Linked DNA regions of Capra hircus: regions 2 and 3 are each linked to region 1. Evidence: chromatin contacts called from public Hi-C data. All regions are on one chromosome and are shown on one strand. The core of a region is the stretch at or near the end of the contact, and the rest is flanking DNA. Distances in the headings are between cores, read along the strand shown. Region 1 holds the start of VEZF1 (vascular endothelial zinc finger 1). Region 2 has its middle 26 kb from the start of DYNLL2. Region 3 overlaps CUEDC1 (CUE domain-containing protein 1).

What was found. Hi-C and Micro-C count contacts between places; a contact is called where the count stands out from the background.
Region 2: a Hi-C map of liver shows a contact between it and region 1, with 2.2 times the contacts expected there. The contact joins the enhancer-like site here to the promoter of VEZF1 in region 1. A contact is called at or near these places in 2 of 5 Hi-C or Micro-C datasets (blood and liver).
Region 3: a Hi-C map of blood shows a contact between it and region 1, with 1.8 times the contacts expected there. The contact joins the enhancer-like site here to the promoter of VEZF1 in region 1.

Annotation. Positions count from the first base shown.
Region 1 is chr19:8,391,344-8,394,939 of ARS1.2, reverse strand. It overlaps VEZF1 (vascular endothelial zinc finger 1), which reads left to right and starts at 1,897. Exons shown (of 7, transcript XM_018064108.1): 1 at 1,897-2,090.
Region 2 is chr19:8,514,164-8,517,759 of ARS1.2, reverse strand. No RefSeq gene overlaps it. Among named protein-coding and RNA genes, the nearest start is that of DYNLL2, 26 kb to the right of the region's middle. Within about 2 kb of position 1,884, at least 2 of the 5 cell types and tissues checked have an H3K27ac peak or open chromatin away from gene starts, as enhancers often do.
Region 3 is chr19:8,285,927-8,289,522 of ARS1.2, reverse strand. CUEDC1 (CUE domain-containing protein 1) reads left to right here. Exons shown (of 11, transcript XM_018064101.1): 4 at 2,868-2,994. Among named protein-coding and RNA genes, the nearest start is that of MRPS23, 23 kb to the right of the region's middle. Within about 2 kb of position 1,847, at least 5 of the 5 cell types and tissues checked have an H3K27ac peak or open chromatin away from gene starts, as enhancers often do.

The DNA.
Region 1 (3,596 bases), core at 648-3,147:
AGCACAGTTTGAAAGGCAGCAAAGTAGAAGAGGCTGTACAGGGGAGGAGAAACACTGAGGAGAGATGTATTACAGACACCTTGAAGTCCGTGTGTTAAGATAGGAAAGAAGCAGAGACCCGCATTCACAAAATGAAAACAAAAGAATGTGCAGTGCCTCAGGTCAGAGCCAGAAGGTTTTAGTTTACCTAGTTAATTTCTTAGGTTTACATCTTGGTTCTTTCCTTATCTTATATGTATATATAAGCTTAGGCTTCCTGAACCATTTATTTCCCTTTGCGAAAGAGACTAAAGGACATTTTTTAGCAGACATAAAGGGCCACTGTAGCAGTTTAGCTGGAGTGTAATCAGAAACTATTCATTTTCTGTCCCCTCCTGTCCTAGGCTGACTGGTTCCCTGGTGTGTTACCTGCTTCTGCCACTGACTGAAACTGCAGAACTTCTCATTCGTCCCCAAGACTTCCAGTAGGGAATCAGCTCTAAAAGAAACCAGACCAACGTTTGCCAGCCCCTTCATTCTGGTGACTGAGGAGAGGAGAGTGGGCAGTGGGTATACATGTGTAGTGGATGGAAAAGAAACACAGACTGTCAGATTACTGTGCCTCTTCAGTTTCTTTTACCAGTCAAATTCCACAACCGTATTATTTTTATTGTGTATGTATGGGGGAAACTGGAGATGGTGACCTTGATTAGAATGTGACTTAGGAATAAATGGGGGGGGGCGGTAAGAGAGTCAGTTATGAAAGATGTTGAAGTCTTGAAATAATGTGACTGAGGATTTTTTTTTTTAGACCAGAATTCATAAAAAAAAACTTGACAGAGCCTGCCCCCTCATTTCCCGCCACAGGAGACTTACAGGACTGGAGGCAATTGTTTAATAATAGCCTGTCTCTGCTATTCCCAATAGCTACCTCTATGTGAGGAATGGATAGAATGCGTTCAGGGCATCATCGTGCAAAACTCCAGTAGCAGTGACGCCTACACGGAAGACTTGGAACTGCAAACAGAGGCTGGGGTCACCTCAGTGGCATCTGACGCCGTCCAACCAGAAGCTCGATTTTTGTTTGGGGCGGGGGGTTGGGGAGTGTGAAGAAGCAGACTGTACTAAAGAAGTAAAACAATTTCGTGTCTATACTTTCTCTTCAAAAAAAATTTGGCGGGGGGTGGGAGAAGGGGGTGTTAAGTAGGATTTCACATCATATCTGAAGTTAGGAGGAGGATGGGGAAGCTCAGCCCTTCACCCAAGAATAACCCAGTAATGACACCTCTGCGCGTGGGAAGTGTTTCCTTCTGCACAGGGAGGATCTGAGGCTGCACCCCAGTGGGATTCCCTGCTTGAGCTGGAAGGCCACTCAGATGCGTGTCGCGCCAAGAGTGCGGAGGTTTCGCTGGGATGAAATACCAGCCGGGAGAGACACTCCAAGTCGAAGGGGCTTCCTCCAGCTTGGAGGTAGGGGCCGTGCTGCGCAAAAGGGACCGGAGAGCCTCGGGACCGCCGCAGCCCGCGCCTTCCGCCGAGGGCCTGCCGGGGACGCGATGCTGCCGGGCGCCGGGCCCACGTCGTCGCCGCCGCCGGCGCGGCCGTGCCCAGCGAGGCCGCGCCAGACCCTGGCGTCCTCCATGTTCTCTCCCGGGCTCCCCCTGCTCCGGCTGCCTGGGCCGCGGACCGCAGCACCACACACCCCCGCGGGGGGGGACGCCGCGCCCCATCCCCGCCCCCGGCCCCACCCCGGCCCCGCCGCGGGGGCCCGGACCCCACCGCCGGCGGGCACTGGCTGAGCTCCGAGGCCGAGAGCCGGCCGCGGGGCCGCGCGGGAGGGGTCGGGGCCGCTGGGGGCGGCGGCGGCCGGCTCGGGGCTCCCCCCCCGCCCGCGCTCGCCGCGGCGGTGGTGCGTCCCGGAGGTTACCGGAAGTGGCCGCGCTCGGCGCTGCCATGTTGAGGAGCCGCCGCTGCCGCTGCCGCCGCCGCCGCCGCCGCCGCTTTGTTGTCGCCTCCTCCGGCTGAGGAGGCGCCCCGAGCGGGGGGAGTGGGGAGGAGGGGGGTCGGCCGCCGCAGCCATGGAGGCCAACTGGACCGCGTTCCTGTTCCAGGTACTGGGGCCCCCCCCGGGGGGGCACGGGGGGGACAGGGGGGCCGGGCCCGGGGCTGGCGGGCGGGCGGGCGGGCGCTCCTCCTCCCTCCCTCCCGGCCCCGCTCTCCGGCCCGGCCTTAATCCCCCTTTGTTTTTCCGCCCGCCCGCCCCGGCGGAGCGGGGCTGCTGAGGGGAAAGGAGGCAGCCTCGCGGGGCGCGGGGGAGAAAGCAGGCCTCGGGGTGACCCCCGGGCCCCCCCAGCGCACACACGCACACGCACACACCCTTCGCTCCCGCCCCGGAGGGGAAGGGAGGAGGCCGGCCGCTGTCACCGCCCGCGGCCCGGAGAAAGGAGGGCGCCGGGCCGCTGGAGAGCGCGGTCCGCTTGGCCGCGGCGCGCCGGGCCGGGGCCCACGCCGTGGGGTGAGGGGGTCCCCGGGTCCCACTCCGTCCCCCCCTGCTTGGTCTGTCTTTCGCTCGCTCTCCGCTCTCTCCGCCTCTCTCTCTTTTTGTGCGTGTGTTGACTTTCTGACACCCCCCCTCCCCGTCCCCGCGAATAGCGGGTATCCCTGGGCTCCCCGCCACTCCCCCTTCCCGCCGCCCCCCTCGTGTTTACCCAGTCGGGGGTGTTGTGACTGTGTGTCCCCTCCCCAAACTTTTTCACTGGCTTTACGTGTTTTCTCTCGCAAGCCTCCGCCGAGCCTTGGCAGCTGACACCCGCTCCCTCTGTCCAGCTCTCCCGCCATCCCATTCAGCCCGGGGAATCCCCCGGCCGGGGGGGGGTGCGGGGGGGCCAGGACGCGGGGAGGCCCCACCTTCTCCCGGGGCGCGCTTCTCTCTCGTCCCACCTCGAGCGTCTCCTCCAGCCAAGTGGGGGAGACGGCAAGTGGAGAGAGCAAACAAAGTCCGCTTACAAAGCCCCCAGATGAGTCATTCGTGGGGTGTTGGTCTTCATTTTTTGCAAGAAACTTGAAGGTGACTGTAGCCGATATGTTGGCAGTCCTCTTGTCGGCCCACTTGAGGTGGGGACCCCTATTTAGAAGACCGAGAACTTTTTCTTTTTCTTTTTTTTTTTCCTGCTCCGTTTCTGTTTGCAAACGAAGCACTTGGTGGGCAGTAGTAATGAGCTCACGGGGAAACTTTGGAACCGGAGGCTAGGAAGCTCGTCATTTTTAAGTGCGTTCTTCCCGCCTCTTTGAGTTATTTTCCTTCTTTGAATAACTTCGCGAAATCCCAAACGCATCGCTTGGGTGCTTGAAACCTTTTGTGACTAACCAAGAACGGATGCAGAATTTTCAAAAATAATCCTCCCACCGCCCCCCCCCCCGGACCCATCCCAGTGGAGTTAATATAGGGAACTGGATAATTCAAACGTTTCCTATTGTGTAGAGATGGTTTATTGTTTGAAGACATATTCTTTCGAATGTAATTTGCTTTTTAAATAACTGTTGTATTATATTCAGGCTTCTTAAAATTGAGCATACTCAAAATTATGGAATTCACTAACTTGGCCTTTTTCTCATTC
Region 2 (3,596 bases), core at 635-3,134, 120 kb before region 1:
GGGCAAGATCTGTTCATCGCCCCTACTCAGGAATCCAGGCTAAATGAGACTTTATTCACTGAGGGACTGGGGATTGGCAACTCAAGCCCCGGCTCCTAAAGCTTCCACCTGGAAGGGACATACGTCAATTTCACTCACATTTCATCAGCCACAGCAAGTCTCATGGTCCACCTACCTCAGAAATACCTGGTGACTAGCACTGTGGGTACCCCAGTCAGAGGTACTGCCCCCACTTGCCTGCCCACTTCTCCACCACCCCACCACCCCACTGGTGGGACACAGCTTTTTTGTACTCACTTCCCCTCCCCCAAGGCCATGAGGGGCACTTGACTTTACCACAGAGTCCACAAGATTTTATTCAGTCACTGGAGTGCCACGTGCTTCATCAGGGCATCAACCTTGGGCTGGAATTGCAGAGAGCCCTGGGAAGGTCTCTCTGTCCCTGTCTCTGGGCTAAAAGCACCACAGCAAGACAAGAGAATTCTCCCAATCCTCTTGCAGGGCCTGAATTTTCTCCTGCAGCATCAGCTGCTTTTGTACAGTAAATTTAGGCCGAACTGGAAACCAAGGCTGTGGATAAGAAGCACACCCCTTCAGAGTGTAACTCAAGGAAGAGCCACAAGTCTACCAAAAGGAGTGCTGGCTGGTGGTCTCCTGAGGCCTCTGTCTCAATGACCCCAGGAAACAGCTTCCTTTTCCCACCTGTCCCCCCAAGCCAGCCATATGTAGTCGGAGAAGTTGCCCCCTGAGGATTAGTATCTGAGGGAGCAACAAAGCACACCCTTCTCATCTCCAAGTATGGGATCTTCTCTTCTTAACTTCCACTGCTCCCTGAGATCCCCACCACTAAAGATCAAGATTCCAATAAATATTTTCCAGGAAAACTAAAAACTACACATTCTTCCTATCTTGACCAAGATCCTCTGGATCTCTAGTAACAAGAACTTATCTAAACTACCTTGGGCAGAAAAGGGTAATTTACTGTGAAGACACAGGTCTATATCACAGAACTCAACAGCCAGGCCTCCCAGGGGTAGAGAGCAAGGAGGCATGTCTCTGAGATTGTCTTTCTCTGCAGCACTTCAGTGAATACCAACTGGGTATTCACAGAAGCTCTGTGACTAGTCAAACACAAACGAGACAAGGTCTGTTCCTTCAGGAAGTTACTGCCTGAATGGAATAAGACATGACACATAAAAGGGAGCAAAGGCAGGAGGTGTTACAGGGGAGTAGGCATTGACCACACAGAGATGGAGAAGGACACTCCAGGGGCTGGGCGCAGAGGGGCAAAGCCATGGGGCCCTTGGCTAAATTATGGAGACGGTGAACGTGGGTCATGAGAAACAGGCTGGGAAATTAGGTTAGGATGAGATCATGGAGAGCTTGTGTGCCAGGAAAATAAATTTAGCTTTTATCTAGGAAAAAAAAAAAAAATCAGAAGACACAGAAGGTCTGATTACAGCAGAGTGGTGGGATCAGACATGGACCCATCTGTCTGTGACCTGAGGGAGGGAGGGGGACAAACGACCGTGGAAGTAGGGAGGCTTTCGGAGCAGCACGGAGAGGGAGGAACTGACCAGCCGATTGAGAAGCAAGCTGGGTGGGAAGAGCAGTCAACAGCACCTGCGACCTCCCACACACAGACACGAACACACAGATGTCCCTTTCAAGCATCCATCAGCCCAGAGGGCCAGAGAGAAGGGGCGCAGGCCAGGGCCTCTGTCTGAAGAGGGTGGTGGGAATATCAAGCAGAATCCAGACCATGGGCACCTCCACGGGGCAGCAGGGACCGGGGCGGGGATGAACAGTTGATGGTGGTGAACACAGATGTACCTAATCAGAATCACACGTGCGTGCATACATGACACCAAGCACACAAGGCAGTGACCACAGGAGGGGCTGAGCATCAGGCAAACTCTGGTTCAAGTCCTGGCTCTGCCTTTTACTAGCTGCGAGATCTTATGTGACTCTCTCAGTGTCTCTGAGCCTCAGTCTTCTCATCTTAAAATGTTGATGGTAAGGTCTACCTCCCACCTTGCTGTGAGGATTAAAGGGAAATAATAGTAACTATTGATAGACTAATCCTCAAAAAAAGTACACATTCTTGCTCTCCTGTATTTATGCCCTGGCAATGTGACCTCATAGCTCCTCTCAGTAAGAGGTGGAGTCTATTTCTTAAGCTGATGAATCTAGTTCGTAACTTACTTTGGCCAAAGGGACGATAGCAAAAGTGACGCTAGAATAGACTTGAGTCATGGGCCTTGCTCTCGTGTGTTCCTGGTACCCAGACGCTACGAACAAGGCCAGGTGAGCCTGCTAGATGATGAGACACGTGGCCTGGCTGCCCCCACCACTCCAGCCAAACAGCCACCAAATGCCCAGGAAGCAGAGTATCAGGCTGACTCATAGCTGACTAACAGGTCCATGTGTTAGCCCAGCCAAGAGAACAGGCCTGCCCAGCCCAAACTGCCAATTTGCCAAATCATGAGCAAATAATCGTTGCTGCTGCTAAGTCGCTGCAGTCGTGTCCGACTCTGTGCGACCCCATAGACAGCAGCCCACCAGGCTCCCCTGTCCCTGGGATTCTCCAGGCAAGAACACTGGAGTGGGTTGCCATTTCCCTCTCCAATGCATGAAAGTGAAAATTGAAAGTGAAGTCGCTCAGTCGTGTCCGACTGCTTGCGACCCCATGGACTGCAGCCCACCAGGCTCCTCCACCCATGGGATTCTCCAGGCAAGAGTACTGGTTACGTCACTACATTTTGGGTGGTTTGTTATGCAGCAAAATCTAACTGATAGACTTATGCTCCTGCCCAAGATGAAGTAGCAGGGATCAGATTTATCTTCCTGCTTGAAATAGCCAAAATAATTAAGCAAGACTCTGGACATTGGGTGGGTATTAAAGGATGGTGATCCCCAAAAGACAGGAAAAACAAATGATGTGAGCCCTAAGATCACCCCAGATTACCGTCCAGGCTTCAGTTCAGACAAGGGGACCCAGATGGAGCCTGAGCTGAGGAGACATAGCTGAGAGCCTGGAGAGACCAAGGAGGGTGGAATTCTCAGAACAGAGAGCTGGAGAGGGGAGAGCTACTCACAGAGAGAACCCTAGAGACCTGCAGAGGCTCCCCCTCGAGTATTCAGCAGGGTACTTATCAGTGCACGCATGTCAGGGAACTACCTGAGGCCTGGGAGAGACCCATTTGAAAAAATGAGAGGATGGTGCTCTGAACTCACCCAGAGCCAGAAATGGAGGCTGCTGCCCACAGCCAGACCATAAAAACCCAATCCACAGGGCACTGAGTAGACTACTCAGGAAGGTCAGGCCTCAGTAGTGGGGGAAAACTCATCCCAGACAGAACACTCCTCCAAACCTGCCTGATAAAAGCAAGATCCCAAATGATCAGACTGTGTCCAAGTAACTTCACTGTATCCCAGAAAATCTAACTGATATAAAACCTAAAATTTATGGAGTGTTTATTATGCTCCAGCAACTTTACATGTACATAAACATTTTACATGTATTACTACATGCCTATTACTTTAATTATTAACACTCAAACAGGTTTTTATCCCCACTGTACAGATGATAGGGC
Region 3 (3,596 bases), core at 598-3,097, 110 kb after region 1:
AGATTCCCACCCCCCACAACCGCCCCCAGGGCCTCATGCAGTCTCTCCATCCGGGACGTGCATTCCTAGCATTTAGGAGCCATCTGAAGCGGACAGGTGCTGAACCGTGTGTGATACAGAGAAGAGGACCCTGCTACCCTGACCCCCCAAGGAGTTCGGAGTCTGGGGGCAGGTATAGACACAGGGCAGGGTACAGGGAAGGCAGCCTAGAGGAGCTGAGGTCCAAGCTGTAATCTGCCGAAGCGGAGGACAGGAGGGCATTCCAGGCAAAGGCAACAGTACATGCAGAAAGGCCTGGAGGCAGGAGACGGGGGGCGGGGGGGGGGGGCCCATCCGAGAGAACTCCAGGAAGTGTGAAAAGGCCTGGTGGGACTGAGGCTGGCAGCCAGTGGAAGCCCTCATGGGTCCTCCAAGGCGCTCTGACCTTATGCTGCACCCAGGGGTTCAAGCAGGAGGGTGGCGGGATCATGTTAGTGTTTTAAGCATCTCCTGGATGCTGGGGGCAATCAGAGGTGAGTTGGGGGAGGTGGAGGGCAGGAATGGCCTGGCTGCTTTCTGCCACCTCCAGGCACTGGACTGCCTTTGAGACCAAAGGTGGAGCCAGGTTTGGGAGCTGCTGGGGTGCAGAGAGGCAGGGAGCCTGCCTGGAATGCTGGGATCCCTAGGCCCAGGTTTCACCAGGATGATCTGTGTGCCCAGTGACAGGCCTGACCCATCTGGGCCTCCTTGCCTTTACCAGAAATCTTGCTTGGAAGGCTTGTCACTGAAATCCTTCTGGGCTCTGATATTCTTTGCGTAAGCCTGGGGGTCTGAGTCTGTTGGCACTTGGAATTCTAGTTCTGGGTGCAGTCAGAAACTCTGGGCCAGAAGAGCCTTCCCAGCCTTCCCTCTCCTTTCCTTCCCGCAGCCTGTCCTTGCCTCTTTCTCCTGAATGAAAGACTAGCTCTGAAGCCCCAGCACCCCTCCTTATAGGCCACCTGCTGTTCTTCTGTTGAAATTACAGCCTTGGAAGTTTTCATTTGCCTCTCAGCTCATTTCTGACATTCCTTTCCGACCACAATGGAGTTGCCTGGCCCGCCTGTGCTCAGGGCCCCCCCTGGCTCTTGCAGCTGTGGGCTGACCTCATCTCAGCCCGAGCCAGGGCAGGGGGATGGGCCCACCCCCACCCCGCCCCCCCCCCCCCCCCCGCCCCGCTCCAGGACCGTGGGCCCAGCATCCAAGGACCCTCAGCCTCCAGCTCCTTGTCCCCCTCCTGACTTGGGTGCTCAGTAACAAATGTCTACAGGGGGCTGGCTGCAACTCTGGGGCACTCTCCAGGGCTTTCCTGGGTAACTCCGGGTGTGGTTGAGGTGGGGTGGGCACCCGTGGCCCAGTGAGGACCCTGAAACCACAGGAAGGGTGGTGAGGCTGGAGGCGATTTCTCCAGGGTATCGTGGAGTGGGGGATGGGAGATGGTCTGGCCCTTGGAGCAAAATGAAGTTGCCAACTCTGTCGGGAGGCAGAGGAGTGATGGAGCAGAAAATATGCCCGGGATTCGGAGTCCCGGGCTGTGATGCCGGGCACCCCCTCCCCCCGCCCTCTGGAACAGCGAGAGGGGCCCGGGGTACCCTGGCTGCCGTCTGGAGCTGCGCTCCCACCACGCACTTAGCAGCTTGTTATCCTGTCTGCTGCCGCCCCCGCCCTTCCCCCTGGGCCGCCAGGCCACCCGCCCAAAATAGAAAAGGAAAGGAAGTTATTTCCATCGTCAGTGGCAGCCCGGAAAAGCTCCCCTCCAGTGAGTGGGCGGGCGGGATTCCTGGAGCTGGAGACCAAATCAAAGCCGGCCAGCGAGAGCGGCCCCCACCGCCCCCGGCCCTGGCCTGCCTTCGCTGTGTGTCATTTCCCTGATTCAGCAGAACACGTGTTCTGCGGTTGCCACGCTGCAGGCCGCCGGGGAGCTGTGGGGAGCTCCTGGCCCGGCCCCAGGCTGCCCTCGGGCCGGGTCGGCGGGGCGGGAGGCCGGGGGGTCAGGGCGGGCACGTGCCCACGGCCCCCTTCTTAGCCCCCCTCCCGCTGTGGCCTCTGCCTGCGGCCAGGAGAGCAGCCCCTGCCAGTCCCACCCTCAGTGTGACTTTCCAGCTGCCGTTCAAGGCAGCTTCGTGAGGGGCTCCCACACACCTGAGCAGGGCGGCAGTGGTTTGCAGATGAGGGGAAAGCCCCACAGGGGATACGGTCTCCCCTGGGACCACCCACCAGGTCTGGAGCCTGGGTCTGCTTGCCCTCTAGGGACCCTGGTGTCCCCGTGTCCCCTGATCCCAGCAAACCAACACTGGGGAAGGCTGGGCTGTCGGCCACTCTGGGTGTCTGTTCCCTGGGAGCACACCTATCACTCAGCACCCAGGAGCTCGTGTTAACCTGGATGCTAGAGACAGAAGGCTGAAGGGCTGTGACCCCTTCATCTGTGTCCAAATCCACAGCACCCAACATGAGCTCTGCAAACGCAGGCCAGAGACCTTTTGTTTGTTTGTTTGGCCAAGACACGCATGGCGTATTACCTCCCTGACTCGGGATTGAGTCTGCACCCCGTGCGTTGGAAGGTGAAGTCATAGCCCCTGGACTGCCAGGGAAGCCCCTAGGCCCAGAGACTTTGCAGACATCGGGTGGCTGGAAGCAGTGAGTGTCTGGCGCAGTAGGCGTCCAGGCCCAGAGGTGAGGGCTCAGCCAAGGCCTAGCTGAAAGGGGAGCTAGGGGGCTGGGCCTCTGTGCTGGAGGCGGCTGGAAGCTTGGGCACATGGGTGCCATTCTGAGCAGGATCCCGGGGTGGTGGGCCAGGACACCTGTGTGTGGGCCTGACTGTTCCCTCCTCATCCTCACCTGTCGCCCTCCAGCATCGACGTGCTGGGCTCCGTGCCCCTTTCCAGCCAGAGGCGCTACCGCAACTGGAACCCCCCACTGTTGGGCAACCTCCCCGAAGACTTTCTCCGCATCCTGCCCCAGCAGCTGGACAGCATACAGGTAATGGGGGTACCCCCGCCCCCAGCCTGTGCAGCGTCTCTATGTTCTATGTTCGCGCCAGTCACTGACCCTCCCTGACGTTTAAGCCCAGGCTAAGCTGCCCTGGGGTGGTAGGGAAAGAAGGCTGAACCAAAAGCCTCCTTCCCCATCGGGGCCTGTAAGGTTTCCCCTTCCACTTAGGAAGGGGACCGCCCTGAGGATACTCTCTGGCGAATGGCATCACCCTAGGGTGGCAGGAGTTGGGCAGGGGCAGGGTGGGGGGTCACTCAGTGACAGAAAGGCAGAGCAGCTTCCTTCCTTCCTTCCCTGGGGAGAGGGCCAGGGTGCTTCTCCCCAGAGGCTGGCCCTTGCAAGCAGTCTCCTCTGAGATGGCCAGGACAAGGAAAGTATGAGTATGGGGACTCTGAGCCATTTGAAGATCACTCTTCAGGACTATTCAGGTTTTGACGAAGGGAACGCTGGTGGGAAGGCCCAAGGTGTCAAGCTGGGGAGGTGGAGAGTAGTTCTTAAGCCCCTGATGCTTCCTCAGCACAGAGGGCTCTGGTCTGTTGCATTGAGTCTTGGCTAACAGCTCGCTCTGGGTGGAGGAGGTCCTGGCCTCA